Linked DNA regions of Capra hircus: all the other regions are linked to region 2. Evidence: chromatin contacts called from public Hi-C data. All regions are on one chromosome and are shown on one strand. Each heading gives the region's core, a stretch centred on a gene start, on an enhancer-like site or on the middle of the called end of the contact. The rest is flanking DNA. Distances are from core to core; before and after follow the strand shown.

Region 1 (2,700 bases), core at 48-2,547, 130 kb after region 2:
TTTCAATAACCTGCAGAAATGCACCTTGTGGTTAAGAAGGTGGATTTTTGCCAGTGTATTTCTTTTGCCGGCACCTCTGTTCAGGTTCATTAGTGATCCCAGTTACTTTCAAGTACAAGTGCGTGCAGGCTTAAGGTGTGTACCATGATTCCTAGACAGTAGGCAAGAAACTGAGAAAAAGCCGTAGCTCCGGGGAATGAGCAGCGAGATCTAGTAATGAGTACAAGGTGTCAGGGTCCAAGGTGAGGAGAGTGGGCAGAGAAGTGGGAGAAAAAGAGTAATGCATGCGGGAGCAAGGGCTGGAGGAAGCTGATATTTACACCCACAAAGCCCACACAGCTTCACTCACGTCAGGTTAAGTACCTTTTCGAGAAACCCAATAAAGAAATGTTACGTATTCAGGAGGTGTTTCAACCTGTCCACACCCTCCTCTGACTTCCCCAGAACACAGGCAAGCAAGGAGGGAAATGCCTCCGGTCTTGGCGTCCAGCTCCCTCGGCTCCCAGAGCACAGCCCCACAGGACGTCACACGGAGCTGTCTCCGAGAGTGGGCATAGCACCGACGGGAGGCAAAGTTTTGATCCGATTTACTCCAAATCAGTCTGCCACTCGGTAGTGGGGTTTGGCCTCAGGGGCTCCTAGGCAGAGCCGGGCAGCAACAGCAGCAGCTTGAGGCTGAGTAAGGAGCCAGCCTTCTTCATCGCCTCCTCCGGTCGGTGCGGAGTCGGCAGCACAGCCAGTCCCTATCGCTGTCACGCCTTCTGCAGCGCGGCCCCTCCGCCGCCCCACCCCCCCCGCACGGCCCCAGCCCTCACACTGTTATTTGCGTGACTGACCTGAACAGGGCGGGAGGGAGGACCCGGGTGCGGAGGGAGGGGAGGACCTTGGCCCGCCCACTCCTTCCCCTGTGGCTCGGGGCGGCACCTTCTCCTCCTCATTGGGCACACGCTTGCGTCCATCACCCCCATGCGGCCCTCGGATTGGCAGAAGGCGCACTTCTGGAGCGAGGAGAGCTGAGTGACTCCGCGGGTCTCCGGTGCCTCATCTTTCCCTCCACCGCTCCCTCCCTACTTCAACGTCCACCCACCACTCCCCAGCCCCCACTCCACTTCCCCCCGCCCGGTTAGCGGCAGTGTCCTTAGAAGACTCATTGGGCCAGGGGCGAAGCCTGCCGCCTATCGAGCAGCACCGTCATTGGCCGACGCCCACGCCCGTCGGAGCGGCGGGCTTCGGCATTGGGTGATTCCGTTCCGCTCCCCGCCCCTCCCAACGCCTCGCCCTCTCACTCGCCTCCTCCCCTCCCGGCTCTTTCACAGCCCCCCTTTCCCTTGCCGTCCCCACCGCATCTCCCCTGTCCAGCTGGGCGGGGACTGCTTTACGACTCTGTAAAGTCTGTGAGTCACTGCACAACCCATCAATCCAATTAAATGTCTTGAGCTAGCCGAGCAGGCGGTGCTGCTGCCGCGGCCGCTCGCCCCGCCGCGGCCGCCCCTGCTCCCAGCGCCCCTCTGATCCATGGCTGTCTGTCTGTACTTGTTACGGTGTAACCTCCTCCTCCGCCTCCTCCGCCTCCTCCTCGGGAGCCGCTGCAACTTCCCCTTAGCCAGCCTCCTCCTCCGTTTGGGGACTGCAAAGGCATGGGATAGACCTAGAGCCACTTCAGTCACCCCTCCAGCCCTCGCTCAGTCTCCCCCCTTTAAATTAAAGTCTGATCCTTGCTTCTCATCGTTTTAGAGGTTTATTTGTCAGTCTTTTTATTTCCCCGGATTTTATTTTCCCTTCCTGGGGCAGGGGGTCGCAGGGGCCGGTGGGCTTATTTTAGGGAAGGGGCTTTCCCCTCCATCCCCCCGTTGCTCGTCCCTTTTCGGCAGTGACTTGATTTCCCTGCTCCGCTCCGCTCCCACCCCTCGAACTCACCGTCCTGCACTCTAGTGACGCACCGACACCCCCCGCCCACAGCCCAGACGTCCCCTCCCTCGCTGCCACCCCGACCCGTCTCAGAGCTGGACCGGGTGCCGACTTCGCTGAAGGGTGAGTGCTGTGTTGGGTTATCGGGGGTGGGTGTTGGGGCGGAGAGAGGGTCTGGGAAAATATAACGGGTCCACTTTGGGGAAGGCAAGGGATCGCGCTGTAGACTGGAGGTTCCCAGTCCGGCGTGGATTTGAGGTGGCGACTGCCTTCCTGCCTCGCTCCCTCTTCCCCCGCCCCTCGACTCCTTATTCACCAGCCTTGCTGTATTTCTAGGTATTGCCAACGCTTATAAAATGAGCGGTAATGGCAAGCTTTCTTAGTGAGCTGTCATAATCAGCGAATTGAACTGATAGACTCTATGACCTGCAAAGTGTCAGACGGCTAATAATGGGTACGTTGTCTTCCAAATCAAAGTTAAACTTTTATTCAGTAAAGGCAAAGCGAAAGGTATGTCTGATTTGAATGAGATAGACCACGAGAAGACAGGTTGCCTAGTGGCATGGCTTGCTTTTTATTTTAAAATAGTTTCGTAGGTTCCCTTTTGGAAAAGAAAAGAAAAGATAATTCAATATTAATGTAAAGATTACAAAGTCTTTGAACCTGTTGGAGGAAAGCGAGGTAAGATGGAAATCCAGTTTGACACTTCATCTTTAGCTCACCTCTGTTCTATCCAGAAATTATAACACAGAATTTTTTATTTCCTGGTCACTGCGCACAGTGGGGTATGTT
Region 2 (2,700 bases), core at 45-2,544:
AGGGAAAAGAGATTCAGAGGAAAGGGAGCGGGGCAGGGGAGCACCTGCCTGGCTCCTCAGAACCCAGCACCCTCACCTCTTCTGGCTTCCCCCGGGCGGGGGAGGGGCCAAACTCTCCGGAGAGAAACTCCAGAGAGACAGGAAGCTGAAGCAGTGGTCTGCTCCTGTGTGTGTATGCGTGCGGGGGTGAAGGGGGTGGGCGTGTCTGCAGTCAGCCTGAGGCGGCCACCTCTTGGCAGACGTGCTGGTGTTGCTGTAGGGCAGAGAGAACCCAAGACAGTCTGTGAACCTGGGATTCTGGCCGCCACCGACGCCAAGCTCCGGCTGTTCCCGCGAAAGTAGCTCTGATCCAGACAATAAACTGTGTGAGCCTAACCACAAGCAGCAGATACAAGAATAAGGAAAAGCAAGAAAAGGGGAAAAACATTTAGGATGTATTCATACAAGGAACAAGAAAACTTGGGGCAAACTGCAATAGAGGGAATGGCCACTGAGAGGAGGCGGGGGCTAAAAGAACACTGCTGTTCAGACTACAAAAGGATGCCCCTGGGATTAAAGCAGGGGAAAAAGGATTTAATGATACTTGGTAAATGTCACCAGCATGTAAAATGTACATATTATGGTGTAATCACGCTTTTTGGTGATGATAGTGGTGATTTCACTTGCCCACGTTTTAAAAATCACCCTTCTCGAACGCTTTGAGGATTTTAAAAAGAATCAAATCTTTCAGGTAAGGGATGGTGCTGTATCCATACAATTTCAAGCAGCCTTTGAGAATGGGACAAGAGTTTTTCTTTTAAGTTAGACCCTTCCCGGGGCTCTGGGCCTGGGCCCAAGCCTGAAACCACAAAAAGCATTTCCCAGCACCGTGGCGACGCTCACCTTGAATTCCCTTCCTGCCAAGTTGCCCCGGTGTTTCCCAGACTTGGGGAAGCCGCTCTCGAGACCGCCCGGCTCCGGAGCCTGGGGGTGGGGGCGGCCGATCCCCCCCACACACACCGTGCGGCCACCAGAGGGCGCTGCTCTGTCGCCGGGAGCGCCGCGCCCGCCTGGGCGTGTGGCCTCGCGAGGGCAATTTTGTGTTGTTTAAATGCCAGCATTGATTGCTCACTCCTTTCCCAACATGTTTCCAATTTACCCGGTATCTTTTCTACGTGAAAAACTCAAGAACAACAACAACAAAAATGCATACTTTAGTTCCAGAATAAGCAAAAGGGGTTTTACACGAAATGCAGTTTTGTTCCAGAAGCCTCTGGGACCAGGGCAGAGCAGCCAGCAGGGGCTCTCCGGACGCTGCTCGCCGGTTAGGGCAGAGGCACGTGGACACAAACCCACCGAACCTCGGCCCTGTAAATGCTCTCGCCGGCAACCCACCAGCCCGCAGCTTTCCGCTCCAGAGGACCGGTTCGTCTCCGGCCAAGTTCAGAAGCTGGTGGCCGAAGAGGGTGCCGCGCGGGACCACGGAGGAGCCAGCCGGGGTCCGGAGCAGGCGGCGAACCCCGGCTCCCAGCCCGGCGGCGCCCCGGGAGCGGAGGCTCGCAGGCGGGGATGGGGATGGGCCGGGGGCACGGGGGTATGGACGACCATGGCGCGCGGGGCAGCTGTACCCGCACAGGGTGAAGGCGGGGAAGCAGCGGTAGGAAAACGAGGAGGGGGGCAGAGGGAGAGTCCAGTCTGATGGGGGTGGCGGGGATGGCCCCGCCGGTTTGGGTGGGAGCCTGACCGCCACAAATACAAGTCCTAGGCAAGAGACTTGAAGATGCGTTTGGCTGAGGGAAGGTGTCTAGAAGAGAAAGCTCCTAATCCTGGAGTGGGGGCCGGGGCGGCGGCGGCGAGAGGGGAAGGTGTCTGATTGACAGCTAGATTCTGTTTTTCAGACCAGAAAAAAAAAAAAGAAAAGAAAAAAAAATCCCCTGTCCCCTGGGGAGATTTCTCAGTCACTTTCCTCCTGCAGGAAACTGCTTCTTGTTGGAGCCTCCTGGGGCTGGCAGAGTTAAAATCCTTTAACCCAGGATGCCTTGGGCCTTTTGTTCCGCTCTGACAATGGAATTGGGTGGAGGGGGCTGGGAAGGCAAGGGGCTGGATCTAGGGTGTATCCGTGGGGTGGAGGGTCTGGTGAAGCTGTGTTCAATCACAGGGTGAAAAAAAGCAATTTGGTCGTATGTGTGTGCTTTTTCGGGGAAGGTGTAAGGAAGCCTAAGGCACGGGGCACCAGCTCGTTAACACATGTGGTTGAGTGCCTGCTGTGTTGCTCAGCAAACCTTTAATTACTCAGGAAGATCTTCCAAAACTAGAAACTCAATTTTGGTCCCTGAAAGGCTGGATAATGGGTTTTTCTTGCATCTCAATCCAAGGGGACAGATCTCCCACTCCCCTGGGCTCCCAGATTCTTCTAGATGTTTTGGCTTCTAAAACTGTCCTCCCATGGGACAGTGCTTAGTAAAGGACACTCAGACACGTAAACCCTTCAAGCATATTAATCATTTGAAGTCATTGCTTTGAACCTATCATGTCCTTGAGTCATAATCATCGGCAGCACCCACTAACTCAAAGGACTTGGAGGGAGGCATTCAAGGCCTCTCACCATGCTGACTTTTCTCCTCCCACTCCCCACCTGCTTCCTCCCCTGTAGCCAGCCTGGCCTCTCACTGCCCCTTGATATATCTTGGCTTCTCAGCCTCCCTATCTCTGGCCTTGCAG
Region 3 (2,763 bases), core at 46-2,545, 230 kb after region 2:
TATACAGACAACAACCTTTTCTTTATACAATATTTCCAGATTTCGAACCATAGCATAATATAGTGTGGTCTTGGCAGGGCTCTTGGCTTGCCAAGCAGTGTCCTATGGAGACCTGAATTAGGGAACAGTCTTGGAAATGTGTATACTTTGAGATCTGTAGATAGAAATTGCGGTGAATACTCAGAATTCAGGAGTGCCTGTTGCTCTCCTGCGCCCCTTTGTGGTTAGATGTGATACTCTTTCAAAGCTCAAGAGGAGCTCCAACTTGTAGTGGGCATGTTTGTTTACAAAGAGCATTTATAGCGTTTTCTGAGTAAAATAGCCTATCAAGTTAACATCAGAGTTCTCACTGAGGGTGTAAATAGTTTATTGTGTTTGTTTGACTTTGTCTAAATTTGTAGAATTTAAAAAATATGTATTGATGTGTGTGTACATGTTTTACCTTTTTCTTATGGAAAATTCCAAACACACTCAAAAATAGAGAGAGTACAGTGCATCCCCTTGTGCTCATCATTGGGCTTTAACAGCCATCAATATTTTGTCAGTCTTGTTTCATCTTCATGGTCTTTTTTTTCCTAGAGTATTTTAAAGCCTATTCCAGGCTTAGAATCTTTTTTTTTTTTTTTTTTGCTTATCTTAAATTTAGAAACTGTATAATTCGGCTCAGTCTTTTGCTTTAGGTGTGCAGTGCTTTTAGTCAAAATTGTTACATAAACTAAGGATTGTAAACATCCTCAGTATCTTTGGAAGGTGACTTATGTCCCTAGCTTCCTAAGAGTTAGGTCTAAAACCTAAAGTTCCCAGCTGGCTGAGGAACCAGTAAGACAGGATATTAGAAATATTTTCTATTACTTAACAGTTACAGTCTAAAAAACCTGTTTCTTTACAGATGTTTATTAACAAGGCCATAATTTATTCCTAAGAAATATTCACTTGAAATATTATCTCTCAGGATTTGTTTGCTAAATGCAGTTATCAACATTTGAAAATGTCCTTTTCTTTTTCCAAGAGGAAAGGTTATGTTTGACAAACCAGTCAGAAACCGTCTGCAATTTCATAGAAGTAGATAAAAGTCCTAGGAGGGTAGGCAAGAGTTTCTTACATCCCCAAACAGTAAAAGCTGTTGACTTCGAGGCTGACTTCCTGGCCGAATTTCGGTTTGTCTCCAGGCTTTAAGACGCTGTCGAGAAAGCCCGGGGATTGTTCGCTGCGGGACCCGTCCGACTGGAGTCTGATCGCGGATGCGCGGCCGCGCGCTACCCGCGGCGGAGAGCGCCGCCGGGAGAGCCTGGGGAGGCGCCTCCGCAAACAGTGGTGTCGGGTTACACCCTCCGAGCCGCGCCGAGCGCGCCTAACTGGCTTGATCTAGTGACTGGCTTCATAATTACATTGCTGATTTGTTAGGGAAGGCTTTGTCTTACTTAGCAATTAGCATGGATGTTACTGCAGGGACCTCATCCTGGATGAGCTTGGGCTTAAAAAAAGAAAAAGAAAAAAGAAAACTTCCCCGATAGGGGCAGCTTTAGGGGTTCAGTTACTCACCCTCCCTTGTCTTCTGGGAGTAAACACGCAGAGGCTTTCTCCCTGTTGGAATTTTGCCCGTGTTTCTGCCATTCCCGGAGGCCGGAAGCAGTCGCTTTGGGGTCTGCAGGCAGCCTCGGGGAGTGCTGACCCCCGCATGGCCTCCCGGAGGCTCACCCCCAGGAACTGGGGAACTGCACGGGTCACAGTGCATGGAACACCCCCGCTGGCAGATCCTTGCAGGCACCCCACTTTCTTTTTAAAATTAATTTATTTTAATTGGAGGATAATTACAATATTGTGATGCTTTTTGCCATACATCAACATGAATCAACCATGGGTATACATATGTGTTCCCCCCATCCTGAACCCCCTCTCCCACTTCCCTACCCACTATCCCTCTAGGTTGTCCCAGAGCACTGGCTTTGGGAGTACCCCACTTTCTGTCAGCTCTCTCCCAGATCTGCCAGCATCCCCCACCCCCCCCACCCCATGTCCCTTCAGGGTGTCCTGTCTAAGTCGTGTCGCCCAACCCCCACCCCGTGGCTTCTGCTGTTACCTGGGGGAGGAAGGATGTCAAAAGCATAGCCATTATCAGATTCCTGAGTGTTGGATGTTTATTAAGGTGTAATATTTTAACAGTATAGAAAGTTGTCTAAGGGAACCTGGCTTCCCCTGTGGAACAAGGAGGGGGCCTCTCCTTCCTGCCCGGGAGGTGCTGGGTGACCAGCTGACAAAAGAGCTCTTCCCAGAGTTCGCCGGAGGCTGGTGGCAGGCGTCCTGGTCAGGAGCAGGGGCTCTCCACTTGGACCACCTCAAGAGCAGGACCCAAAGCATACCCTAAGGCAGGCGTCAGAGGGGAGAGATGAGAATATTCTGTGTTTCAGAAGTTGTCTCACCGGCATTTGTAGCCAGCCTCTCTCCTGCTCTGGAGAGACTGTCACCCACTCAGTAGTTTTGCCAGGGGCAACTTCTTTCTTCTTCCACTGCCCCGGAAAGAAACTGAAAGTGTGCGCGTGTTTCCATTTAAAGGACTTTAACTTTGGGTTTGGCGGCTCAGGATGTCTGAATGAGGAAATAGCTTCTGCTAGCCTGCTTGAAGACACTCGTCACACATCATAGCTTCTTTTTTCTTCAAACTGGGTAGCTCTGTGAGGGAAAGTCATCATTCTGAGTCATTAGCGTTACTGTGAACGCCTCGTTTTTATGGTTTTTAGTGTTAGCATGGGCACTTCTGGACCC

What was found. A called contact is a pair of places that touch in the nucleus more often than the background predicts.
Region 1: a Hi-C map of blood shows a contact between it and region 2, with 2.7 times the contacts expected there. The contact joins the promoter of SERTAD2 here to the enhancer-like site in region 2. A contact is called at or near these places in 2 of 5 Hi-C or Micro-C datasets (both in blood).
Region 3: a contact with region 2 is called in a Hi-C map of blood, with 6 times the contacts expected there. The contact joins two enhancer-like sites. A contact is called at or near these places in 2 of 5 Hi-C or Micro-C datasets (both in blood).

What each region holds. Positions count from the first base shown.
Region 1 is chr11:62,875,334-62,878,033 of ARS1.2, reverse strand. SERTAD2 (SERTA domain-containing protein 2) reads left to right here and starts at 1,297. Exons shown (of 2, transcript XM_018055425.1): 1 at 1,297-2,031. LOC108637151 (a long non-coding RNA gene) reads right to left here and starts at 1,084. Exons shown (of 2, transcript XR_001918818.1): 1 at 837-1,084. It overlaps LOC108637150 (a long non-coding RNA gene), which reads right to left and starts at 830. Exons shown (of 2, transcript XR_001918817.1): 1 at 364-830.
Region 2 is chr11:63,004,400-63,007,099 of ARS1.2, reverse strand. It overlaps the pseudogene LOC102173667. Among named protein-coding and RNA genes, the nearest start is that of SLC1A4, 110 kb to the left of the region's middle. Within about 2 kb of position 1,294, at least 4 of the 5 cell types and tissues checked have an H3K27ac peak or open chromatin away from gene starts, as enhancers often do.
Region 3 is chr11:62,776,188-62,778,950 of ARS1.2, reverse strand. All of the region lies in intron 1 of SERTAD2 (SERTA domain-containing protein 2), which reads left to right. Among named protein-coding and RNA genes, the nearest start is that of SERTAD2, 99 kb to the left of the region's middle. Within about 2 kb of position 1,295, at least 5 of the 5 cell types and tissues checked have an H3K27ac peak or open chromatin away from gene starts, as enhancers often do.